Regions from separate parts of the Sus scrofa genome. Here all the other regions are linked to region 2. Evidence: chromatin contacts called from public Hi-C and HiChIP or PLAC-seq data. All regions are on one chromosome and are shown on one strand. The core of a region is the stretch at or near the end of the contact, and the rest is flanking DNA. Distances in the headings are between cores, read along the strand shown. Region 1 has its middle 55 kb from the start of WSB1. Region 2 overlaps NF1 (neurofibromin). Region 3 has its middle 41 kb from the start of NF1. Region 4 has its middle 59 kb from the start of NF1.

What was found. Hi-C and Micro-C count contacts between places; a contact is called where the count stands out from the background. HiChIP or PLAC-seq counts read pairs in DNA pulled down with a chosen protein or histone mark.
Region 1: a contact with region 2 is called in an H3K27ac HiChIP or PLAC-seq map of alveolar macrophages. The contact joins two enhancer-like sites. A contact is called at or near these places in 1 of 47 Hi-C or Micro-C datasets (embryonic fibroblasts) and 1 of 2 datasets of contacts at active chromatin or transcription factors (alveolar macrophages).
Region 3: a contact with region 2 is called in an H3K27ac HiChIP or PLAC-seq map of alveolar macrophages. The contact joins two enhancer-like sites. A contact is called at or near these places in 4 of 47 Hi-C or Micro-C datasets (embryonic fibroblasts, epiblast stem cells, fibroblasts and 1 more) and 1 of 2 datasets of contacts at active chromatin or transcription factors (alveolar macrophages).
Region 4: a contact with region 2 is called in a Hi-C map of alveolar macrophages, with 2.8 times the contacts expected there. The contact joins two enhancer-like sites. A contact is called at or near these places in 1 of 5 promoter capture datasets (liver), 17 of 47 Hi-C or Micro-C datasets (alveolar macrophages, embryonic fibroblasts, epiblast stem cells and 9 more) and 2 of 2 datasets of contacts at active chromatin or transcription factors (alveolar macrophages and skeletal muscle).

The regions. Positions count from the first base shown.
Region 1 is chr12:43,828,731-43,831,720 of Sscrofa11.1, reverse strand. No RefSeq gene overlaps it. Among named protein-coding and RNA genes, the nearest start is that of WSB1, 55 kb to the left of the region's middle. Within about 2 kb of position 1,695, at least 28 of the 83 cell types and tissues checked have an H3K27ac peak or open chromatin away from gene starts, as enhancers often do. A contact at or near this core is called in alveolar macrophages, where this site is marked.
Region 2 is chr12:43,638,345-43,641,511 of Sscrofa11.1, reverse strand. The region is part of intron 14 of NF1 (neurofibromin); the gene reads left to right. Among named protein-coding and RNA genes, the nearest start is that of OMG, 72 kb to the right of the region's middle. Within about 2 kb of position 1,526, at least 6 of the 83 cell types and tissues checked have an H3K27ac peak or open chromatin away from gene starts, as enhancers often do. A contact at or near this core is called in alveolar macrophages and retroperitoneal adipose tissue, where this site is marked.
Region 3 is chr12:43,793,855-43,796,820 of Sscrofa11.1, reverse strand. No RefSeq gene overlaps it. Among named protein-coding and RNA genes, the nearest start is that of NF1, 41 kb to the right of the region's middle. Within about 2 kb of position 1,355, at least 16 of the 83 cell types and tissues checked have an H3K27ac peak or open chromatin away from gene starts, as enhancers often do. A contact at or near this core is called in alveolar macrophages, where this site is marked.
Region 4 is chr12:43,812,043-43,814,989 of Sscrofa11.1, reverse strand. No RefSeq gene overlaps it. Among named protein-coding and RNA genes, the nearest start is that of NF1, 59 kb to the right of the region's middle. Within about 2 kb of position 1,294, at least 27 of the 83 cell types and tissues checked have an H3K27ac peak or open chromatin away from gene starts, as enhancers often do. A contact at or near this core is called in alveolar macrophages and retroperitoneal adipose tissue, where this site is marked.

The DNA.
Region 1 (2,990 bases), core at 446-2,945, 190 kb before region 2:
TGGGCTCGCTCGGTGGGTTAAAGATCTAGTGTTGCTGTGAGCTATGGTGTTGGTCGCACCTGGGGCTCAGATCTGGTGTTGCTGTGCCTGTGGTGTAGGCCAGCAGCTAAAGCTCCAGTTCGACCCCTTGCCTGGGAACCTCCATATGCTGTGGGTGTGGCTCTAAAGGAAAGAAAGAAAGAGAGAGAGAGAAAGAGAGAAAGAAAGAAAGAAGGAAAAGAAAAAAAAAAGTGAATTCTTTAGGAGTTCCCATTGTGGTTCAGCAATAATGAACCTGATTAGTAGCCATGAGGACGCTGGTTCGATCCCTGGCCCCACTCAGTGGGTTAAGGATCCTGCATTGCTGAGAGCTGTGGTGTAGGACACAGATGTGGCTCAGATCCCAAGTTGCTGTGGCTGTGGTGTAGGCCAGCTGCTGTAGCTCCAATTCGACCCCTAGCCTGGTAACTTCATATGCCATGGGTGCGGCCCTAAAAAGACAAAAAAAAAAGTGAATCCTTTAACATTTGACAATGTCTGTGCTAATGCTATCAGAATTCACTGATGGGATTTAGAGGCACGGGTTAAACCATATCCCTCGTCTAGGGCTGAGTTCTAAACTACTGAGACTTAAAGGAGTAAAGCAGGTGTTGGTTGCAATATCCCCTTCATAGCTGATTGAAACAAGGATGGAGGCTGTAGATTTAGGTGAACTGGGCAACAACCAAGTTCCTAATAAACACCCTAGAATTAGGCATTCCCCCCAACCCCAGTCGGAAGACGTACTGGAAGCCCTGAGCCTTGCTGCAGGGCTCGCTCCTTTACAACTATGTTTGCAGCTGGCCAGCTGGCAGGAGACCCCACTGGAAGGAAAACAGGAGGCGAGGCTTAGACAGCCCTCCCCAGCCTGCCAACCCACCTCCTCTTCCCAAGAGAGGCTTGTGAGACAGGGCGAGAAGCCAGGAGGGTGTGACAAGTGGAAAGTAGTCTTTCCCTGACCCCTCAACTTATCTAGATTATACATTTCCCTTTCTTCCTCCAGGTTAATTCTCTTCTCCGTGTTGTAGATGATATGTCCATTACAGTCCAGTCCTGCCTGCATTCAGAGTAGGAGCATAACATGCGTTCACCTCTTTTCTTCCCCCTCCCCACTCAAACCATCTCTCAATGAAGGTTGGGAGAAATGAACCTTCCCTTCCTCCTGGAACATATTCCGATTTCATTTCTCCTTGAGATTGCTCAATTTCCTTTCCTGTGTTTGCAGTTTCCCCAAGCATGTGACTTGCATTTGGCAACTCTTATCCTGGGGCTGTGGGATAGTGGAGTTTTTATGGCTCACACATCACATTTTTGCACCATGAAGTCGAATTTTAGTTTGATCCACCTGTGCCCTGTCCCTGCTGAGGGCTCTCCTCTCTCTAGCAGCGCCAGGGCCAGTCCTGTCTTCCTTGTGCCCCAGTTCCAGTAGCTGGGGGACATTTCTCTCCCTCTCTGTCCCCACTCTGCACCCCCGCCCCTTTTTTTGGCCAGCCAGCATCTCTTATGTTAAGAGGACTCTCCACTTACGGTTTTATTAAGAGGAACCACCTGCCTCCCACTAGAGAAACTGAAAATGTTACCCTTTCTCTTTTCCACCCTCCCCGTTGCATCTAGATCCTGGGTGTATAGTCCAAGGCTCACCAGTCAGAGGGATCTGCGCATGGCCTGGGCAAACAGGGGCCAGAGGGTATCCACTCTCAGGGGTGGAGGGCGTGGCCAGATCTGGATTCCTGGCACAGTGGGGGCGGCAGGAGCAAACTGTGGCACACACGAAGTTTCCGTCTGGGGTGGTGTTCCTGTCTGTGTAGCTTTGAGCTGAGTTCTCAAGCGTCCTGATGGCTCCGTGAGCTGCCCATTAACCTTTTTAGACACTTTCTTCTTAAGTCAGTTATTCCATTTCTATGGCTTCTAGCTGGGAACTGTGACAGTTACACAGTAACTGAGTCCCTGACCTGTCCTCCCAAGCCTGACTTCTTCATCAGTTCCTACTTGAAGTGAGAAAAGGGACACAACTGCATCTCAGGATGGATATTAATATACTCGCATTGTTCTCTTATGTGGGGGAGGCTGTACTTGGAAATTGCTCTCAACCCAGAGTCAAAACCGTGTGCTTTAGCCTTCATTTTGTCAAAACTCACCTGGTAACCTTAGGCGAGTCATTACACCTCCATGGATTTCCCCACTTTTCAGATGGTCTAGGAGAAGATACCAGTAAACGATGCCACATTTCTACATGTTCCTGAGCCTGTGTCTCATCACAGTGCCTCTGTTCAATAGGGTGTTTTTGGTTTATCCTGTAATAACCTGTAATTACAGTTCAAGCAAGAAAGCTTGATGAATGATTAATTTTCTTGCTCTGTGCCTGTCCTGGTTTCCAACCCCAGACTCAGATATACCCTAGTTTTTGTTTGTTTGTTTTTTGACTTTTTAGGGCTGCACTTGCAGTGTATAGAAGTTCCCAGGCTGGGGGGTCGATTTGGAGCTATAGCTTCTGGCCTGTGCCACAGCCACAGCAATGTGGGATCCGAGCCACGTCTGAGACCTACAACACAGCTCTCAGCAACACCAGATCCTTAACCCACTGAGTGGGGCCAGGCATCCAACCTGCGTCCTCACAAGTGCTCGTTGGGTTTGTTACCATTGAGCCATGATAGGAACTCCCTATCCTAGCTTTAAAAGCCCAAGAGCTGGAACTCTGCAAAAGAAGAGTTAAAATGTGTGTATTCCAACTATGCATAGGGACTCGGTCTAGGAATCCTCTTTATCTGGGATGGTGATGGTTTATGAAATCAGTCTGGGCTTGGGGCTTGAGTCCTGTCTCCAAGTAGTCCTGAGCAAGGACAGCATACAGGTTCCCACACACTGCTTCTTGCTGCCAACTAACAGGTTGGGGCTGGCCTTCCTTCAAGAAGGTTGTTTCTCAGGACCAGAAGCCATGTCTTAGGTGGATTTCATGTCCCCTCTTGCCCCCC
Region 2 (3,167 bases), core at 277-2,776:
TCTTAGTTCTCATGTATTTTTCATCATGTTTACTGCAATACTATGCATTTGGATGATACCATGAGCCCCATACAAAGTGACACTAGTGATGAAAACAGAGAAAAGTCATAACATTACAAGATGAATTAATTATGTGATATGTACCATAGATTGAGGTTAGCAGCTGTGATTGCCATTTCAAGATAAATGAGTCCAATGTAAGGACTGTGGGGAAAAAGAAAAGTAAATTCATCAAGCTGTTGCTGCAGCTACTCCAGTAGGCATGAACACCTTGCACTTTTTGCAAAATGCCTTTTTATCTCATATTGAAAATCCAGCTTTTTTGTGAGTACAGAATTGTTATAAGAAAGATATACCTGTAGACTTCAGTATGATTTGAGAATAAGTGAAGTCTTTATATGACAACTTGAAGTTGAAGGAAAATAAAGCATCTCAAGCTGGGGAACTTAATTCCAGCAAAGGATGTTTTGATAATTTTATTAAGGTTTGGCTTTAAAAACATCAAGGTGACAGGATAAGCAGCTTTTGCTGACCAAGAGGCAGCAAGTGAGTTCCCAGACACCGTTGAGAAAATCATTGAAGGAGAAAGGATAAACAGCCTGAACAGTACTCTATTCTAAAAAAAAAAAAAAAAAAAAAAAAAAAAAAAAGAACATTTGTTAGAAGGGAAGAGAAGCAAACCCCAAGATTAAGGTAGGAAGGAACAGGTTTAACTCTGCTGTTTTGTGCAAATGCAGAACTGCCCTTGTCTATAAAGCTTCTAACTTTCAAGCTTGAAAGTAAAAGGTGAATACCAGTTGCTAGCCTTTTGGTTGTACGACAAGAAAGCCAGGGCAGTGAGAACCCTTTTTCTGGATTAGTTTCATTAATGCCAAGTCCCTGAATTGAGGGAGTACTTTGCCAGTAAGAGACTGCCTTCAGAGTTCTTTTGATACTGGACCATGCCCTGGCCACCCATTACCCCACGAGTCCAACACTGAAAATGTCAAAGTGGTCTGCTTTCCCCAATCACATTTCTCATTCAGCCTAATAGATCAGAGGTTCATAAGGACCTTTAAGGCTTATTATATACAATACTCTATGGAAAGGATTGTCAGCGGTGTGGAGGAAAACCCCAATAGAGAGAACTGGTAAGTCTGGAAAGATGACACATTTAAAGATACCATCATTGTTACAGAGAAAGCTATGAAAGCCATCAAGCTCTAAACAATAAATTCTAGCTGGATAAAATTATGCCTGGATGTACATAACTTTATGGTATTAAAGAGCCATTTAAGGAAATCATAAAAGAGATTGTAGGTATAGCAAGAAAGTGGAGGGTGGAGATGTTCAAGATACGGATTTTGGAGAAATTCAAGAGCTAATAGATACCACACCAGAGGAGTTAACAGAAGATGTTGGTACGTATGAGTACTTCCAAACCAGTGCCAGATGATGAGGAAGAACATGTAGAAGCAGTGCCAGAAAACAGACCGACATGTGACAGTCTGGCAGAAGGGTTCTAATTATTCAAGACTGCTTTTGACTTCTTTTATCATCTGGACCCTTCTATGATATGGGAACTGAAACTAAAGTAGACAGTGGAAGGGTTGTTAATCATGTAGAAACATTTTTAGAGAAATGAAAAGGCAAACAAGTTTGACACAAATTAAAATGTTTTTCTGTAGAGTTAAAGTTTGCCTACCTCTCCTGCCTCCCTTCCACCTCCTCCACCTCTGCCGCCCCTGAGACAGTAAGAGACAGCAAGACCAACCGCTCTTCTCCTCCTCAGCCCACTCAGTGTGAAGACAGTGAGGACTGAGACCTTTACGATGATTTACTTCCACTTAATGAATAGTAAATCATCATGCCGTAGAGTTAATAGAACTTACTTGTGTGTGTGTGTAAAAATGTAATAACCGTATGATAAAAACTGTATGAGTATGCCTCTCCCTCCCCCTCCCTCCCTCCTTCCCTTCCCTTTCTCTGTCTCTCTGTTACTTTTTCTTTCTGAGAAACTATGTATCAGCCTATTATCACAGGTAAGTGGTTTTTGTAAAAAATGTAACAGTGTTTCCAATACTATATTATGAATATGATTGTAATACTGTATGTCATGATAATTTTGGAGTTAGGATAAGGCTGATTTGAAGGAAGAGTCTAGCTTTACTCTTTATACCTTTGAGAGCTTTAATTTGTTTAATAAGAGTGTTTTTGTATATTAGTTGTATATTCCTGTTAATGTTCTGTGAGCCAAATCCAATTTTAATTCTATGGTCAATTGAAGTATTTTAGGATGAATGATCTGCCATGAAATGGAAAGTCTGTTTTCTTTCCCCTTTCTCATTTTTGAAAAACAATTTGTCCTTTCTGTTCCAAAAGAATTTGTAGCAAGTAATGTAAATTCTACTTTATCTTAAGGCCTAGAAGTAAAATATTATTGTGCATGTTAGTTTTTGAGAGCTCTCTTTACTTGGAGATTAATTTTATTTTCCATATTGTTCTTTGATACTTACTGAAATTATTTGCATTTTAAGGCAGTTTTTACACCTACATATTACTATTCTGAATTCATCAGTCATTTAACTTTATGCTTATATGCCATTAAATAATAAGAATAGGAGCACTGTTGTGGCTCCACAGGTTAAGGACTGAATGTTGTCTCTAGGAGGATGCATGTTCAATCCCTGGCCTCCTTCAGTGGATTAGGGATCTGGCCTTGCCACAAGCTCCAATGTAGGCAGCAGCAGCAGCTCCACTGTAGGCAGCAGCTGCAGTTCCAATTCAACCCCTAGCCCAAGAACTTTCATATGCTGCAGGTGTGGCCATAAAAAGAAAAAAAAATAAAGAATGATAGTTAGAGATATCTAATGGCATATTGGGTTGAGGATTCAGCATTATCACTGCAGTGGCTTGTATTGCTGTTGTGGTGCCAGTTTGATACCTTGGCCCAGAAACTTCCATATGCTGTGAATGCAGCCAAAAAAAAAAAAAAAAGAAAAGAAAATAAGAATGATAGAAATGAAGTGATTTCATTCTATATATATGGGCATGTGTATTTAAATATGTATATCTGTTTGTGTGTATGTGGTATAATATAAAATCCCCTAGAGATTTGGGTTCTTCATAGTTTTTTGTTGTATCTTATACTATATGTATAATATAGCTCAATTTGTTAGCATTTATAA
Region 3 (2,966 bases), core at 106-2,605, 160 kb before region 2:
AAAAAAAAAAAAAAAGTCTTAGCGCAATGCCTGGTACATGGCTAGTGCTCAGCCTGGTAGCCAGCCTTCAAGATGAACCCAAGGATTCTCATGCCTACATGCGGTCTTTTCCCACAGCTAGGACTACAGAAACGACAGGCCGGGACTTCCGAGGCAGGTCAGAAACGACATTTCGCAGCTTCCTCCTTGCTGTCTTTCGCAGATCCCTTGCTGTGGTGGAAGCCAGCTGCTACATCATGAGGTCAAAATTCAGAGAGTCCACGGAGAGGCCCACAGTAGGGGAACTGAGGCCTCCGGCCAGCAGCTGTGTGCAGGGCCATCTTGAAGCAGATCCTCCAGCTCCAGTTAAGTCCTCAGAGGACTGCAGCCCTGGCTGGGATCTTGACTCCAACCTCATGGGAGATCCCAAGCCAGACCCACTCTTGCCCGCCTCTCCTAAGCTCCTGCCTCCCAGCAACTGCATGAGGTAATAACTGTTTATTGTTTTAGGCTGCCACGTTTTGCAGTAACTCGTATGCAGCAATAGATGAACAAAATGCCCAATAAATCTATCGTCATTATTATTATAAAGCACTTCCTAATTTTGCTGAAATCCACCTTCTCATAATCTCCACCCTCCCTTCCACTTCCGTTTTTTTCAAGCCACATAGAATATAATCTTTCTTCCTCATAGTCAAAATGTTCAGTGACTATTTTCATGCCAACCGTTTTTTTCTCCATTTATTTATTTTTATTGAAGTATAGTCGGTTTACAATGTTATGTTAGTTTTGAGTGCACGGCAAAGTGATTCCGTTGTACATATATATTCATTTTCAGATTCTTTCCCCTTACAGGTTATTACAAAATATTGAGTATAGTTCCCAGTAGGTCCTTGTTGGTGAGCTATTTTATAGACAGGAGTGTGTATCTGTTAATCCCAAACTCCTAATTTATCCCTCCTCTCCTTTTCCCTTTGGTAACCATAAATTCGTTTTCAAAGTCTGTGGGGCCACTTCTGTTTTGTGTATGAATTCATTTGTATCTTTTTTTTTTTTTTTTTTTTTTTTAGATTCCACATCTAAGCAATATCCTATGATATTTGTCATTGTCTGGCTTACTTCACTTAGCGTGATAATCTCTAGTTCCATCCTTGTTGCTATGTACATTCTTGCCAACGATTTAATTCATCAGACCTTTGCTGAAGAACAGTCACTGTGCCAGGCACTAGGGTTGCAGAGATAAGTAGGGCAGGGACTCTGCTCAGCCAGTGTCCCTGCAGGTGAGAGGCGCTGTCATGGAGGGACCTGGCTCCCAGATGCAGGAGGAGGGGGTGCCCACGGAGGCATGACTGCTTTGACTCAGACAGCTGAGGGCAAGCTTCTCAGAGAAAGCGGTGGGAGCAGAGGCCTAAGGGATGAGTAGGAGTTCACCAGGCAGACGTAAGGAGAAGGGCTTCCACGCAGAAGGTGCAGACAGCAGCCCCCCCTCCCCTCCCCCTTCCACCTAAGCCCCTTCTCCTCCTGGGTGCTCACCTCCGTCTTTGGCACAGTCTTGAGTCCCACCCCACCCCCCAGTCTTAGTAATTCCCCTCAGGACACACCCTTTCCCTCCACACCATGGGGCATCCAGACAGAGCCAAACCTCCTCCAGGGTGGTCTGACCAGCATGGGGTAGAGTCAGCCATGCCCTTTCTTTTTCTGGAAGTTCCACTGGGTCCAGGCCTGCCTGAGGTTTTCTTGGCACCCACATCTCCAGCTGACTCACGCTGGGCCTATAGGCGTCTGGAGTGCGAAGTCGCTTTTCACACGTGCTTCTGTTAAACCACGTCTCCCTCAGCTCTGTGCTTCTGCTGTTGTTTTGTTTTTACACTCTTTCATGGGTATTTTGAAATTCGATAATTTGATCTACACAAACTGCTAATCTTGGCTCCCAGTTGGCAGGGGCCACGTGGAAGCGGACTGGGCCACAAAAACTCACTTGGGAACACGCCCTGGAAACAGAAACCCTCTGTCATTCTAAGGCCATTGTGGTTAGGGGTGATTCAGACTCACTGCAGCTCCAGCCAGCCTTCAAAGATCTCACCGGATAAGAGGCTGTCTCGGATTTGGAGATGCCTTCCATGAGGGCAAGGCCCCGGGGGGCGGGGGGCTGTGAAGCTTTATAGGAGCAGAGCGCAGCCGGAAGGAAATTGGAAGGGGATGTTTGCCTGGTTCCCCACGCTTCCCACCTTCCCCGGACAGGGAGAATCGGGCCATTGTCTAGGTGGAACGCTTGGCTTGTTGATCTTCTTAGGCCCAGCTTGGAACAAGGTTTCACTCAGTTTTTCTTCTACCCCAAAAACGACCACAGGAAGGGGCTGACCTGCCTTTGGCAAGTGTTCAGTCCACGTTCTCCTTCTCCGTTCCTCTGCCTCTTTCCCCAACCACTGGCTTCTAACGGAAAATAAGACGAGCAAGCTTCCCCTTTGGCCCCATCACAAGCAGTGCTCAGTCATTCATTCATTCAACTAGTATTTATTGAGTAACTACTATATGCCATTGTTTGAGGTGCTGGCGATCTAATGGGAAAGACACCTGGTGTCAAAAGGTTGCAGTTCTGGGAGGAATCTCAGCAGATAAGAGGCAACACAGAGGAGATGGGAGCGCATAAAAGAGGCATTTAACCCGGATTGGGATGAATTAGAAAAGTCTTCAAGGAGAGGAGACGTATAGGCTGATCTTAAAGGTAGAGCTAAATACCATGGAAGATAATCATTACTATTATAGCTTTTATGAAGCATCTGCTCTGTGCCAGGCCCTGTGTTAAAATCTTTACATATATGTTATTTCTTGTTAGTCCTCACAACACCACTGAGCAGTTGCTACTATAATTATTCCAGCTTTATGAATGAGGAAAGTGAGTTTTCAGAAAGTCAATTTGCTCAGTTTTACAGAGAATAAGTGGGTATAATGAGATTTTTTTTTTTTTTTTTTTTTTTTGTCTTTTG
Region 4 (2,947 bases), core at 45-2,544, 170 kb before region 2:
GCAGGCTGACGGCTACAGCTCCGATTAGATCCCTAGCCTGGGAACCTCCATATGCCTCAAGGTGCGGCCCTAGAAAAGACAAAAAGAAAAAAAAAAAAAGAGTGCTCTTAAAACTTGGCAGCTAAATTGACTCTGTGTGTGTGTGTGTGTATGCACGCGTGTGCGTGCGTGTATTTAAACATTTCACAAGCATGTGCTTAGCACATTTCTTTAAGAGGAAACAAATCTTTGTCAATGAGAAACTGAGAGTTTGATGCCTCCCTGAGTTAATGAAGTTGACCCAGGCCGTCTTTTGCTGCAATGAGAGAGGGGAAGTGTAAGCGTTTCCCATTACGTTATTAGAGCAGAAGTCACGATGGGGTGCTCTTAAGAAAGAGCTAAGGGACGGATTCAGGAGTTTTGAAATTCTTTAACCAGAGCAGTGCTACACTGATCAGTTTTATGACTATTTGCTCCCATCAGGAAGTTTTTGTTTACACAAAGTTTTTGTTTTTTTGTGGTTTGGTGGTTTGATTTATTTGTTTATTTGTTTATTTTTGGCCATGTCTGCAGCATGTGGATGTTCCTGGGGCCAAGGATTGAACCTGTGGCATTGCAGCACCCCAAGCCACTGCAGTGACAACATTAGACCCTTAACCTACTGCACCACAAGAGAACTCCCTACACAAAGTTTTCTTTGTGGCTGAAAAGTATTTGCAGAATATGGATCTAGTCTCAGTCCCTAATTTTACATATGAGGAAAGTGAGGCTCATGCAAGTGAAATGACTTATCACTCAGTTAGAAGCAGATCCAAGAACAGAACCCAAGGACTTGCAGTGGTCAGGGGTCATGGTTGTCCATTATAGAAGCCAATTCTGGATAAATCGAGCAAAGTTTCATAGGGACTGTCAGAATTTATAGGACTCTGAGAATCAGATTTGGAAATATCAGGAATATCAAGAGCCCTCTGGAAGAATTCCCACTGTGGTGCAGTGGGTTAAGGATCCGGCATTGCCACAGCTGTGGCATAGGTCACAGACGTGGTTCGGATTCAACACCCCACCACCACCACCAAAAAAAAAAAAAGGCCAAAACTTGGACAAGGTTTGAAGAAACTCTAGAAATTGTCTCATAACCAGAGGAGCCTCTTCAAAATACGGATGCCTCTTCCACCTCAGCTGCCGTGGATGGCGCCAGCTTTCCCCTCTTAGTCTCCTGTCATTTGTTCAAGATTCAAAGTCCCAGGAGAGAGTAACCGGTTGGCTGAGCTGAAGTCACGCACTCTTGCTGCAGCTGAACTGGAGCCAGGAGAGGCCGATCCCTTGAATTCCCATGTGCGAGCGTCACCACAATCCCCCACCCACAGACAGGGAGGGCTATGCCCCAAAGGAAATGTGGGGTACTATTTAGGGAGAATGGATGTGGGCAGACCGTGAGGCAACCACAGGGAGCCCGGTGGTGTAGAGCGGATCCTGACCACATGGATAAATTGCCCCAAACAGGAAGGGATGCAGCAGGGAGGAAAAAAATCTTTGTTGATGTTTAACCTGACTCTGACCTTTCCCAGGGTGAGCTTCTTTCCTGCTGTTACATCCTCGGTTCAGTTGGGAAAACCCCTGACAGCTGTCTCTGCAGTCCCCCAACTCATCACCAACTTGAAACTAGTTGTTTAATAATCCTACACCCACTCGGAACAATGGCTGTTTTAGAACATTATTTCTCTCGGAACTTCCATAGGCTACAGGTGTGGCCCTAAAAAGGAAAAAAAAAAAGAAGAAGAATAAAAGAATATTATTTCTTTAATATGAAGATCTGGGTTGTTCCTGGCATGGTTCAGTTGTTAACAAACCCAACTAGGATCCATGAGGTTGCAGGTTCCCTCGCTCAGTGGGTTAAGGATCCGGAGTTGCTGTGGCTGTGGTGTAGGCCATCAGCTACAGCTCTGATTAGACCGCTAGCCTGGGAAGCTCCATATGCCACGGATGCAGCCCTAGAAAAGAAAAAAAAAAAAAAAAAAAAAGAAGAAGAAGGTCTGAATCCAAAGTTAGGATAAAGAGATTTCTGGGTCTTTAGAGAAGTAATGACAAATCTATCAGTCAGGGTTTCCAGAGAAACAAAACTAATAGGATGTGTGCATACAGGCAGACCTCAGAGATATTGGGGGTTCAATTCCAGGCCACTGAAATAAAGCAAACATTGCAATAAAGTGAGTCAAATGAGTTGTTGGCTTTCCCAGCGCATGTAAGTTATGTTTACTCTGTGTATCAAGTGTGCAATAGCATTATGTCTTTTAAAAACGATGCAGCTAACTTTATTTATTTATTTAGCCTTCTAGGGCCACACCTATGGCATATGGAAGGAAGTTCCCAAGCTAGGGGTCAAATCACCACAGCTCACCGCAACACCAGATCCTTAACCCACTGAGGGAGGCCAGGGATTGAACCTGCGTCCTCATGGATACTAGTTGGGTCCGTAACCACTGAACCATGCCAGGAACTTCCTAGGTACCTTAATTTTAAAAAAATTTTTTTTGTTTGTTTTGTTTTGCTTTTTATTGAAATAGAGTTAATTGACAATATTTTCGATGTACAGCAAAGTGATTTAGTTATACATATATATTCCAGCGTTTCATCATGTTTTTGCCGATGGAGGGTCTTGCCGGGATGTTGTTGGCTGTTGACTGATCAGGGTGGTGGCTGCTGAGGGTTAGAGTGGCTGTAGCGATGTCTTGAAATAAGGCAACAATGATGTTCTGTGTATCAATCGACTCTTCCTTTGAGGAATGATTTCTCTGTAACATGCAATGCTGTTTGATAGCATTTTATCCACTGTAGAATTTCTTTCAGAATTGGAGTCAGTCTTCTCACACCCTGCCACTGCTTTATCCACGAAGTTTATGTAACATTCTAAATCCTTTGTGGTCAATTTCAACAATCTTCACAGCATCTTCACCAGGAATAGATTCCA